Regions from separate parts of the Zea mays genome. Here region 1 is linked to region 2. Evidence: chromatin contacts called from public Hi-C data. All regions are on one chromosome and are shown on one strand. Each heading gives the region's core, a stretch centred on a gene start, on an enhancer-like site or on the middle of the called end of the contact. The rest is flanking DNA. Distances are from core to core; before and after follow the strand shown. Region 1 has its middle 110 kb from the start of LOC103650299. Region 2 holds the start of LOC100194144.

Region 1 (6,212 bases), core at 582-3,081, 310 kb before region 2:
TGAGGAACGACTGCCAGAACGCCGAGATGCCAGCTGCCCAGCCAAGGTGCCAGCCGCCAGGAAGTCAGGAACGCGACTACGCGAGATGCTAGGCGCCAGGTCTCCAGGAACGTAGAAGTTGGAAAGTCACGTAGAAGATGGAAACGAACGGATGGCCGGGGTGGGTCCCCAGTGGGCCTGGCTTAGGGTGTGCCAGGGCTCACCGGGACCCCCTGTGGGTCCGCCCCTACCTAGACCTGCCCCTACGCGGGTCCAGGTCCGACGTCATTAGCCTTATCGATGGGGTCCGGACTCGTAGGCGCAGCTCCCGAGCGTCTTCCCCTCTAGGACACGTGGCGGACCCGGACGTTGCGTAGGTCTAGGTCCGACGTCATCGGTCCTATCGATGGTTTCCGGACTCCCGGGCGCAGCTCCCAGGCGTCATCCCCTCCGGGTAGAACCATCGAGGTGCGATCAACGTCGCCGTCCCCCAAAACCACTTCATGAAACACCTCGTAGTGCGCTGTTGGTACCTAGCACCGACAATATTAATATTCTAGGTAGAGACCGAATAATGTTGACTGATGAAGTCTTCAGCCAAATCTAATCTCACTCAACAGTACGTATACCTCAGTGCTCAATTAAGCGAATATAGGAGTACTAAACAAAAGTAGTAATTCGGGCACTAAACTGCTAAGCGCTGCTGGCTGAGCAGAAAAAAGATGCAGGTTGGCGTGTGCACACATTGCAAACAAACTACTGGCAGACTAATGCGTGGCACATCATTCAGGCCACTACTGAAGAAGCATTAGCAGCTGATTCTGCAGTAGCGCTCACTTGATGTTCTTTTTAAAAAAAATTGCTGCTACTTTTTGATGCAGCCTACACACTACTACAGTCCTCCATCTCACTGTTCGTGAGGGCTATAAATATTTCCTTTTTCTAGAGACGAAGAGGCTTTACATTTGTCAGCATGCTGCTTTATCCTCCTAAAGTGTGAGCAATGATTGGGATTGGCACCCACTTGAGGTAGGGTTTTTCTCCTTGTCCCCCGTGGAGACCGCAGGATTAGCAGCTGCACTGTGCTTGCTTTCTGCGTGCAAGTTGATATGGAGTTCTGCTGCACTGTCCAGTAGTGTTTTCAGATCACAGTGCCCTCCATTTCTGGTTCCAGCAGAAAATGAATACGCTAGATGCGCGTAGATAATTAGCCCCTTTTGTTTCTGTTTTTTTGAGTTTTTGGCCACCAGAAGCTGATGTAGATTGTCAAACACTTAGTTTTTCAGTCCGCTTATATAATAATCGATTTGGTAAAAATCATCCAAAATCACGTGAACACAGAATTGGTCGAGTCGCTGCAATAGTAGGAATCTATCACTTTCTAGATTCTGAACCACACATTAATCTTTCTCCGCACGCAATCTCTACTATACTTAGATTCTCCTCACAACTAGATTTTCTCCACAGCCAGATTATCAGAAAAGTTTATAAGAAAAAAGCTGAACTAAACATGGCCAATATATTAGCATGATGGTATCGGTAATCTATCATTGACCACTGCTCCATGTCAACTCTGAACAGAGACACTGGTTTATGTCAACTCTGCACAGGAAACTGACGAAACTAGCATGGCTTGCCGGCCGGTACATGTCAATCTCTTGACAGCAACTGGTTAAGCCGATATGGTTTACAGATCATATCTAAAACAGAATGGTTTACTGATCACTTGCCTGGAGCCTGGAAGTGTGTGTGTGGAACACATTTGTGTTGAGTTAGTGCTCGGCCGAGCCGGGTCGGATCGGGTCGAGCCGGACAGACGGGCCAGTATGAATGAACTGGGCAGGCCTATATGAGTCCCTGTCTCTCTCAGCTCTTGATTCTGAAACGGCTAGTGGACGTGCTGGGCTTGACTGGGCCACACCTGACCAGCACATCATTTTTGACCAGCAGCACAGCACGCACAAAGAAAATTCCTGCACAAGACAACTGAAGAAAGAGAGAGAGAGCACAGGATGCCCGAGAATTTTGCTCATTGCACTGCACTCACGTACCAATCAGCTTTGTTGTGATTGGCAGTGAGCATGCAGCAGCTGGGGCATGGAGCTCGCGAGCTGCCGTACTTTGATAAATATTATTACATTATAAAATAAATTAAAAATATATAAGTGTTGAATATAAAATTATCATTCAATATTATGAGTAAATCTAAATTATGTATCATTATATATTCATCATCAAAAGCTTTGAAACAAGTTTATTATCTAAAGAATTATTTAACATCCATAGCTATTTTACAGATTAATTAATTTGGCATAACTCGCTAGCCGGCTTGCGAGTCTCGAGCTTTTTTCTGACCCTAGCTTATATCCCCAACAATAATACACATGCATCTCACCCCTCTCCTTTATATTATCCCAATGCATCTGTGAGTTGAAATAAATTTGGATGTGTCACACCCGGATTTAAGAGCAGATCCGGATGTATCTCATATGTGCGCCAAAGTCAAATATCACACATACAGTGAATCAATGTATATAGACGAATGTCATAATTTTTATTACATAACGAGAATGTTTTACAAAATAACTGATAATAAAATAATTCGAACTAAGATAACTATCTTCACGGCGCCATAGTTGACTGGAGACGACGCCTAGATCTCGTCGTAGTAGTCCTCCTCTGGCGATACATGTTCTTGATCTGATAAGATTATAGCAACGGTGAGCTCCCATATGGTCGTCACTCAACAAGTGTGAGGAAAAGTGTAGTGTAAGGCTTACCAAGGAATTTGGTTAAGGCTGAGCATAACTTTTAATTAAGTTGGTCAAAATTTTATTAGCAATTACTAAGTATAAGTATATATCAATCCAATTAAATACTTGATCAATATAGAAATATCATATAATGATCCCACAATGCAAAGCATGACATGTTTAAATTTAGTTCCATAAATTACTCATGTGAGGGTCTGAGCCGCTTATGACCTTGAGCATGGGTGATATATTAGTTTTACACTCTATAGAGGTGACACATCGTTACCCACAAGTTGTGATTCCCTTATTTGCCTTAGGTTGCAGGATTGTTAAACGCTACTAAGGTGAGTAGGCCAGGGCTCACTACGAGGCATTTACAAAGTTACACTAGCATGAGAAAAAGCGCACGGTTTCAAAACGAAGGAAACATATTCCTTTTTCCATGGTCTATAACCCCATCGCTGTAATTACAGCCAACACTATTCACTATCTCCACGCTTGTCCCTTTCGGGAAAGGATTATATCACACTAGCTTTCTAATTACTTGGCCAAGACTAGAGCCATATAGTCCTTGTGATTGCACTATTGTCTCGGGTGGTCGCTCCATGTTCCAATTAACAAAATGATCTTATCACGTATATAATAATAAAGCCAACAACAATAATAAGACATGATCATAGTGCATATATAACATTAATCCCAAAACCAGGTAAAGCAATAGCAAAACTACTCAATAATTCATTTGTATGCAAGATGTAGGATAAACAAAACTAGGTAACCTATTAGGTCCCATCAGGTTTAACCTAACTATGCCATGATGATTAACAAAATCATGATTATTATTGGGGACTTGTTCTAAAATGCTATGAGTTAAGAACAAGGCAACACGAAGTATTAAATGTTAATGTCCTTCGTCCTTCGAAGCATTATTTCCCTCAGGATATAACGATCTTCGGACGAAGGTCATGAAGGACGTACCTTCATCATCACGGTATATATTTATGAAAGACAAAGCATGTGAAACATGAAAGATAATATGAATAATCATGTAACATCATTCACATATCTTCATTATATAAACTTGGATAAATATAAAGGCAATATTTTAATTACATTTATACCTTCGGCTTGATATAAGGCAAAAATCCGAGTGTTACGCACGAGCGAATACAAGATAGCGTGAACAGTACAGGGGTACTATTCATCTATTTATAGGCACAGGACACAACCTGTGAGAAATTACATTCGTGCCCTTTTCAAATGATTACAATCATAACACAAGCTATCATGGGCTGATTGGTCATTTCATCTTTAAGTCGGTGCATCTGGAAATATACTCCGAAGCTCTCTGATTAATAGCTTCGGCTTTGTGTCCAACTTTCAAAGGTGTTTCTTCTTATTGGACCTTCGGCGACGAAGCAGACCCCTAACAGTAGCCCCTTCACGGTGCCAGATCGTTTTTCGTAACGAGCTCGACCCGTGAAAAATTCTCTCAGGCTTCGGAATGCCGAATGTCCGAAAAACACCTTCCCTCAGCTCGTTGTCGAGAAACGATTTAAATATTCCGAGTGAAGGGTGGTCCCAGCATACAACGGGTACGCGTGATTTGGTGATTCATCTTCTTGGGCACTATGGTCCACCGTTTAGTGGGTGCGAGCGACTGTTCGGTGGGTGCGAGCGGCTTGACGATTCACCTTCTCACCTGCAGCACTATATAAACAGACGGGTAGGTGTGAAGTTACCACAACATTTACTGCCATTGTTCTGTTGTGCTGCCGAAAAATTTGACCACAGCCAAAGCTCATTCACCGCATTCTCAATCGAAGTATCATTTTACTTTAGCTTCGTCACAAGAGAGAGAGCTTCGAAAAAAACAAAAAACATTCAACTTTGCCAAAACGCGAGAAATTCAGCATTAAATGGCCAGGGTGCGCTCGACAGCTAGGATAACCCGTGACGAAGAGGAGACCAAAGCTACTGAGACTGCGCCAATCTCCGAAGTTATGAGGTGGTCGAGACTGGTTGTAACGGAGGGCGTTTCTGACGAAGGTGCACCTGCTACTGAAGCCAAGCAGGCAAATATTGAAGAGGGCGATATTGGTGAAGAAGGGATTGATTATAACACCGCTACGCCATCCAAGCCCAGCCATTTGGATTTTGGGAAGTCGACTATGTCTGAAGCTGACATGCCCATGATGACGAAGCTAGGCTACTTCAGTGAAGCCGAGAAGAAGTTGATTCGCTTTGGCGGGGAAGAGACTATCCCGAAACCATAAAGTGATGAAGTGGTAGTTTTTAAGAGCTTCTTCAAAGCAGGGTTGAGGTTTCCTCTGCACGGAATGATTGCAGACGTGCTAGAAAATTTTGAGATTTATCTTCATCAGCTGACTCCTAACGTTATCGTTAGGCTCAACGTGTTTATCTGGGCTCTCCGAAGCCAAGGAGCCGAGTCGCTTGCCGAACCCTTCTGCCGAGTACACGAACTTCACTATCAGACGAAGGCTAGGGAGGATGGACTGCACGAGAACTTTGACTGTTATAATTTTGCGTACCGCAAGGACATGAAGACACCTATGGTTAGCTACCGCACTAAGTGGCCGACCGGGTGGAAAACTGAATGGTTTTATGTTAAAATTGATAAGAAAAAGGAGAAGCTGGTTCAGAGCCCGCTGGAACTAACCTTCGGGTTGACTAGGCCTCAGTGCAATATGACGCCGGGGGCACCATGCCCAGATGTTGTGGGCGAATTTAGAATTGTATCTGCACATATTGGTACTAGAGATTTAGTTCAGGAATATTTAGCCAACAGAGTATTCCCAACGCTAAGGGAATGGGGTATGCCGAAGCTTAAAGGAGAGAAGAGGAAGAATGAACTCGTCTGGCTGCCCTATCATTTTAAGTTCAAAAAACACTTCAAAGAACCCTGCCAAGAATGGTTAGATACAATTGAAGTTATGTGCAATGAGATCTTGGGAAATTATATGAAAAAGAAGATCAATTGATGACTGTAGCCTTCGGCGCTCGTCTGAAGCGAAGATTGAATCGTGTAATGGATGCCCTGAATTTTGAATATCCTGACTATGAGCGATTGAACAAGGGTGCCGAAGGGAAAAAAAGAAAAAGAATTGTTAGTGTGTGGGTAGACAAGCTGCTAGAATGGTTAAAGAAGATGAAGAAATTCTGAAGAAGAGAAAATTGAGCCCTGAGCCGAAGGCAGTTGCTCCGAAGAAAAGGAAAGTTGCGGCTCCGAAGCAGAAGGCGACTGATATAGAAGAAGAGACTCCTTCAACACCTTCTGCTGCCGACATGGAAGAAATTCTAAAGGTAATGACTGAATCCTTGCCTATCAAGCTAAGCCCACTGGGGCCACATCTGACGAAGCTTTTACAGAAGGAAAAGGAGCCCTCGGCAGTGAAGAAGCCTGCTGGGCCGAAAAAACGAAGAATTATTCATGTGATTGAAGCCATTGAAGAAACACCA
Region 2 (6,286 bases), core at 3,345-5,844:
CATAGAAAAAGGCTGAATTTACTTCTTTCTTTCTCTCTAACTGTGCAACAAATAGTTGGCCATCAACATCCTTTATCTTATCCCTAAGCCCTCGATAGTAGTTCTGAAGGTCACGCTTCGTGCATCCAATATTGTTGAACCCACCATCACTGACTTGTAGAATTCTATATGCTTGTGAGGTACCTACACTCGCCTTGTGGCATGTAAACAATGTATTCTTCGCTCTCTGGCTAACTGAACGGTTTGATCGGAGAAGATGAGTTTTATCAGGTGAGACAAGTGTGTGATTATGCTTCTCAACCATTAAAGAGATATAATACTTCTTATCTATACCCAGCTTAACATAAATATGTGCATCACATCCGCATCTTGACTCAACAATGTTCTTTTGTTTCTTAGTGGGTACATCTGTTGTGTTCTTCCTCTTGAAACCATTCCTTGAACACAATACCTCTTGTTCACAATTTGACCATCAAGAGACAAATTTTGGGAACCAACTCGAACTGAAAACCTGCCTTCTCTCGAATATGCTTTGTAGAACTCCTCCACATCATCCGTAGAATCAAATGACATCCCAACAACAGGCTTCGTTTCATCCGCACATATAGGTTTGAAATACGAATACTGCAATGTAAGACGAGGGTTGGTTATTGTCATAACTATATAGTATTATTGTGCATGCCAAAATAATGAGCAAAAGTGTTCTCAGCTAACCATTGGGGGAATATATGAAGTCTTTGTTGGTGTACTTAAACTGTGAGAAGATGAATCAACTAATGTAACATGTGGTTCATCTAACCAAACATCAAATGAGAGGCGACGAGCTGCCAGCGCTCGGTTGGTAGCGGCAACCTGCAGCCGGTCGATGGTGGTGGTGATCTGCGCCCAGGTAGAGGCAGCCACCTGCGCTAGGCCGGTGGTGGCGTCCCGCACCAGGACGGCGCCGGGGACGTCATCTATTGGTGTGTCCATGGTGTGATCGTGGGCGGCGTTTCGCTGCATGTGTCTAGTTCGATAGGCAAAGGAAGAAGAATCGTCACGCTGCCTGCTAGGTCAAGCGTTCAGGGGGGTTTCGCGAAAATTGCACGGGGATGTGGCAATGTTTTAAATCACCGGAGATCGCTGCCGCTATCGCCGGAGATCGCTTCTGGCAAACAATGCCGCTAGGAGATTACAATTCTGCCGCTATTGCTTGCTGACCGCTATTAGCCGCTATTAGCCGGTGAAATCCGTTAAATGGGCCATCTTCTAGCGGCAGCTAAATCAAACTTGGGCCATTTTCTTGCTTGCGTCCGACCCAGCCCATTATCTCCCTCTGCCTTTTCTTGTGCAAAACTGCAAACCCTAGCTCAGACTCTCATTTCCAAAAGGCACTTGCGGCTGGCTTCAACCTGATGGCGGCGGCTGGCTTCAACAGTTCAAGTTCAACACGTTGGTTCCCTGCTGGCGGCAAGCAATGAAGCAAGTAGCAACAATCAGGGCAGCACTCCAATAGTATTCTCTCCACTCTCCAACCTCCAATTGCTGTTCAGTTGAACCGGCACCATGTCTCAGCAAGAGAAGCAAACAGGCATGTATTTTTCAATAGTGTAGTCCCTTGTAGCTATGTTTTCTGCAGCATTTTTTTGTGATTAAAGTAAGCTCCACATCTTTTACGGTTTCATGGTTTGTCTTTATTGTCCTGCTGGTGGTGCCGTCGATGTCTTTTGAGACAACCAATTGACTTGTAGTTATGATTGTTTTACCGTATCATTCACTTGAGTATCATCCTATTTCTTTCAGATGAACTTTAATTCAAAATATTCCATGGTGGATATATATAAAAGTATAGACACTGCAAAAAAAAGGTGGAGCTGCGATGGGGCATTTGATATTGCAAATAGATTAACAATCTGGACACTCTATTGATACCTTTTTTTAAACAATTTTATTGACTTCTCCGTGTACCATGTACCTAAACCTGGTCAACAGCTGAACTATAATTTAGGATGGTGGCTTCAAAAATTCTAAATCTAACATGTAGTTCCTCAGCTTGTGAGAGAAATTGGTCCGTATTTGAACAGGTAAATACACTTATGTGGGATCTGTTTGGCCACTTGTGAATATTTTTAGTAGTAAAACTGCAAGCTCTACTATCCAAATGCATAGAAAACCATATTTATTGTACTGTTTCAAATCTTGTTTCAAACATATTATCTTATGTTCACTATTTCACTCATAGGTTCATACAAAAAGGAGAAACAGGCTACTTCATGATAGGATGAGAGACCTTGTGTTTGTTAAATTTAACTCCAAGCTAAGGGGAAAGAAGGAGAGAATAGACAAAGATCCTTTAGAGAGGGAAGTAGATGATGTTGTTGGTGATGATGACAATGAATTCATTACTGGTATTGTACCTCTTCCGAATGATGTTGTTGAACCAGCGCAAGATGGAAGATCACAGGGAGAACAAACATCACAAGCACAAGTTCAAGTACAAGCAAAAAGAAAGAGGTCTATGAAGCCTAGAAAGAAGTTAAGAAGCCTCCAGTCTCTGATGCGTGATGTTCAAGTTCAAGTGCAGCAGTCCTCATCAGATTCAGAAGATGGTGACATTGCAATGGAATCCTCTGAATCTGATAAGTCTCCACATGCCTTTGATTCTGATTGATGCTAGATTACAATGTTATATTTGACCTTGTGGACAGTCATTTTGGGTGAACTGTGAACTAAACTAATGATCTCAATGTCTTGGAGCTTAGACATTTTGTTTTAAGTTAAGCTGAGCTCAGACATTTTGTTTTAAGTTAAGCTGCTCAGACATTTTACGGCAGTCATGTATAGAGCTGAACTCCTATATGTATGACAATATGTATGACTATCAAATTTGTTGTCTATTCATCTGTGTCAAATTTATACTCTATTTTTTTTTTTTTGCAAATCCGCTAAAATGTTTAGCTTCCGCTATAGCCGGTTATAGCTGGACTTAGCTGTTCTGGAACCCAGCCGCTAAACCTCTTAGCCCGCGATTTAATACACTGGGATGTGGGGAGAGGTGGAAGGAGTATTTCGCAAAATTGGTTGTTGCCATCGGATGTGTAATAGACGCTCTAGATTTAATATGCGCATATGAGTACGGTACCGGTTTGAGCACACTATACATGTACTAGATTTAATATGCTCATTGATCTTGTTCGTTCAGCCTGTTGGTGCATGAAAACGCCACTATATATTCACCTATACAATACATTTATATTTGATTGACCGGAGGAAGAAAAAAATCTAGCACGCAAAAAAATCTAGCGGACTGTTTATCTTCCCACCGCTCTAATCAAGGACATAAACAGTCCGCCGGGCGGGTTTCTAAAAAACGACATGGCAGGAAGTGAGAGAGATGGGAGGCCATTTTAGCAAAAAGGCAGGAGAGAGATGAGATAATTGTAAGACACTGGATCTTAAATGAAAGGACAGGATTTAATCCGTATGATTGGTTTCCTGGCCGGCTGTGTCCAGGCCCGTGGGATGCGTTGACCGTAGCTGCTGACTGTAGTTGCGTGTTTGATTGTTTACCTGCACAGCACTATCCGAGCCGGTATGCGTCGGTGCAGGTCAGATCTAAAAAGGGCTCGTTCACTTGCATGCCCAGGGCGCGGGGAATCGGCCGTATCCCGCGGGACAGGATTAGGCGAGCCTGCATGCGCTCGCGCATACATCCAATCATACGAAATATGTGTATGATGTGTACCAGCAGATCATGTGCACTAGATATGTTGCCAAAATAAAAAGCTCTGCAACATATATATGCAATGGGTCGATATATATTTTAGTATGGCTTAACGCCGTCGTAGTTCCCCGGCGGCCAGTAGCTGCACATGATGATGGTGTCGCCGCTGTTGCACTTGATGCGTCCGCAGCCGACGCTGGTGGTGGTCTTCCAGACGACGGCCTTGTAGTGGCCGCACATCTTGCCGGGGTCGCAGGTGTCTGAGTTGTAGTGGTAGTTCTTCTTCTCCTCGCTCCAGCCGTCCACGGTGATCTTCCAGGTCAGCCCCGGGGTGCCCTCCATCAGGTTCTCCCCGTACGGCGACGACGAGTGGATCTGCTGGCAGTTGCCCTTGAGCGTCTCCGCGTACTGCTGCGAGAACCTGGCCAGCGTCGCGTTCCACACCAGCGGAGGCACGTGCTCCTTGGCGCGGAACACGTTGTGCTCGTTCACGATCTCCTCGATCGCCTTCCCGTTCAGCCCAACCTCTGGGTCGCCGTCGGGGTCCAGCCCGCCGCCGCCTGAGGAAGCCTTGCCGGTTGCACCGCCGTAACCCCCGCCGCCTGACGAAGGAGTCGTCGTCGTCTCCTCAGCGGCAGGCGTGGATGGCGCTGCCTCGCTAGGGGTGGAGTAACCGCCGCCTGACGAAGGGGTCGTCGTCTCCCCAGCGGCAGGCGTGGATGGCGCTGCCTCGCTCGGGGTGGAGTAGCCGCCGCCGCCGCCTCCGCCACCGGCCTCCAACCCGCCGTAGCCTCCGCCTCCGCCTCCGCGGAAAGTCTTCTCCGCCGCGGCGAGACGGCCAGAGAAGAGGAGCAGGCAGAGCACGGCGGCTATTGTCATCGTCATGGCTCGGCGACGCATCATGCGGCATTCGCCTCTGTTCCAATCCAGATGCATGCTCTTTGTAGCAACGAATCGCTGCTATTTTTTGGCCGGCTATGCATGCATGCCACTGAAAGCTGGACACGTGCGCTGCTATTCTTCGACGGCCACGCGACCCATGCCGTCGACCGCGCGCCAGACCACACGGTCCTTGCTCGACTGGGCCCAACCCAAACGTCTTCTCCTGCCTTCAATAAGTGGGCCTCATGTAGGAGTATATCAGAATGGCCCATCTTGTAGAGCCATGCCTCCAGCATCCTGAAAATAATTTGCTAGTAAATGAAAACATCCTGGCTGAAATACATAAAGTAGTAGTGATTCATAGCTCCTCAGAAACCAATGATATAGATCACATCTTGATACATTACATGACAGGGAAAAATCGTAAAAACCACCTCTAATACCACTTGAATTTTATAACACTCTCGGAAAACCATCTCTTAGAGCATCTCCATTAGCTCTGAAAATATTTATCCTAATACATAAAAATTGGAACCTCTTAAAAATTTAGTTCCTAAAAAAATTTGTTAATACTCCAACAACTCCCAAAAGGAAATCGCTCGTCCTTTGCGTCCAACAACTCCAACAACATCTCCATTAGCTCAGAGTTCAGCCGGAGTCGCTCGTCCTTTGCGTCCAAATCGATCTACTCGTGGATGTATTTCCGCTTGGGAGGAGGCAAGCTGGGCGGCCTCGTCCTTGGAGCAATCGAACTCCACAGAGAGGGAAGCGTACCGTTGCTCGAGGAGGGAGCAGGTCTGCTCGACAGGGACGCAGCGCCTCGCGCGATACCTGCTGCCGAAGCTCACGGATGGCGCCAAAAGGAAATCGCGCGAATTGGAAAACTAGCGGCGGATTGGGAGCACGGTGCCTGCCTGCCCGGCGAATATTTGCGCCGCGTGTGGGGTGATATACGCGTGCGGCAATTTAAGGAGCACAGCTAGAAAACGGTTGGAAAGGTTTTTTTTTCTCTAAAAAGAGGATTGAGATTAAGGTTTTAAGGAGCTATTACAGATGCACTTTAGTGTGTTCGAAAATAAGTAGATTGGAGGGGATTGATGTTGCTATAATCTATTACTATTCAAAATTAAATAGTAAGAGATTGTAGCTTCCTCAATCATCTTCATTACACTTGTCACTTGCTCCCAAACAGACCTTTACAGTAAAAACCATCTTTAAAGACATGTTCCGTTGAAAATGCTACCAGTCGGAACCAATTGAGAAGCAAACTAGTTGGGAAACAAAGGAGTTGAAGAGGATTGAAGGTTTGTTAGAATAGTAATAAGATTTTAGGCTCCTCAATTCCATCCAATATCCTTTCCAAACAAATCCTCGGGGAGCTAAAATCCTCTTCCATAGGATGGAGATTTTAGCTAATTCAATTCTCTTTTCCGTTAGAGCTAGAACTAGTTTGGGAGTCAGAGGCTTGAGAGGCTTAAATCCTCTTTATATTTAAATTAAATATAAATATAATTTTAGACTCTCCAATCTACTTGTTTCCAAATTAGTTTTTATGGTTTATAACCTACGCTATAAGGGTCTCTTATGATCTTTTATGGTTTATAACCTACGGTATAAGGGTCTCTTATGATTGCATCGCGTAATTCTACTTTCAATAAAAAAAACGTGGTAAGACGTCGCCAAGGTCATGTTCTTAAAAAA

Evidence for each region. Hi-C and Micro-C count contacts between places; a contact is called where the count stands out from the background.
Region 1: a Hi-C map of tassel shows a contact between it and region 2, with 6 times the contacts expected there. The contact joins the enhancer-like site here to the promoter of LOC100194144 in region 2. A contact is called at or near these places in 4 of 25 Hi-C or Micro-C datasets (bundle sheath, leaf and tassel).

Annotation. Positions count from the first base shown.
Region 1 is chr3:108,173,775-108,179,986 of Zm-B73-REFERENCE-NAM-5.0, reverse strand. No RefSeq gene overlaps it. Among protein-coding and RNA genes, the nearest start is that of LOC103650299, 110 kb to the right of the region's middle. Within about 2 kb of position 1,831, at least 15 of the 20 cell types and tissues checked have an H3K27ac peak or open chromatin away from gene starts, as enhancers often do. A contact at or near this core is called in bundle sheath, leaf and tassel, where this site is marked.
Region 2 is chr3:107,865,160-107,871,445 of Zm-B73-REFERENCE-NAM-5.0, reverse strand. It overlaps LOC100194144, which reads right to left and starts at 4,594. Exons shown (of 1, transcript NM_001139195.1): 1 at 3,721-4,594. The coding sequence starts at 4,588. The coding sequence ends at 3,803. It overlaps LOC103650300, which reads left to right and starts at 1,974. Exons shown (of 2, transcript XM_008675905.3): 1 at 1,974-2,063; 2 at 2,222-2,874. The coding sequence starts at 1,989. The coding sequence ends at 2,650.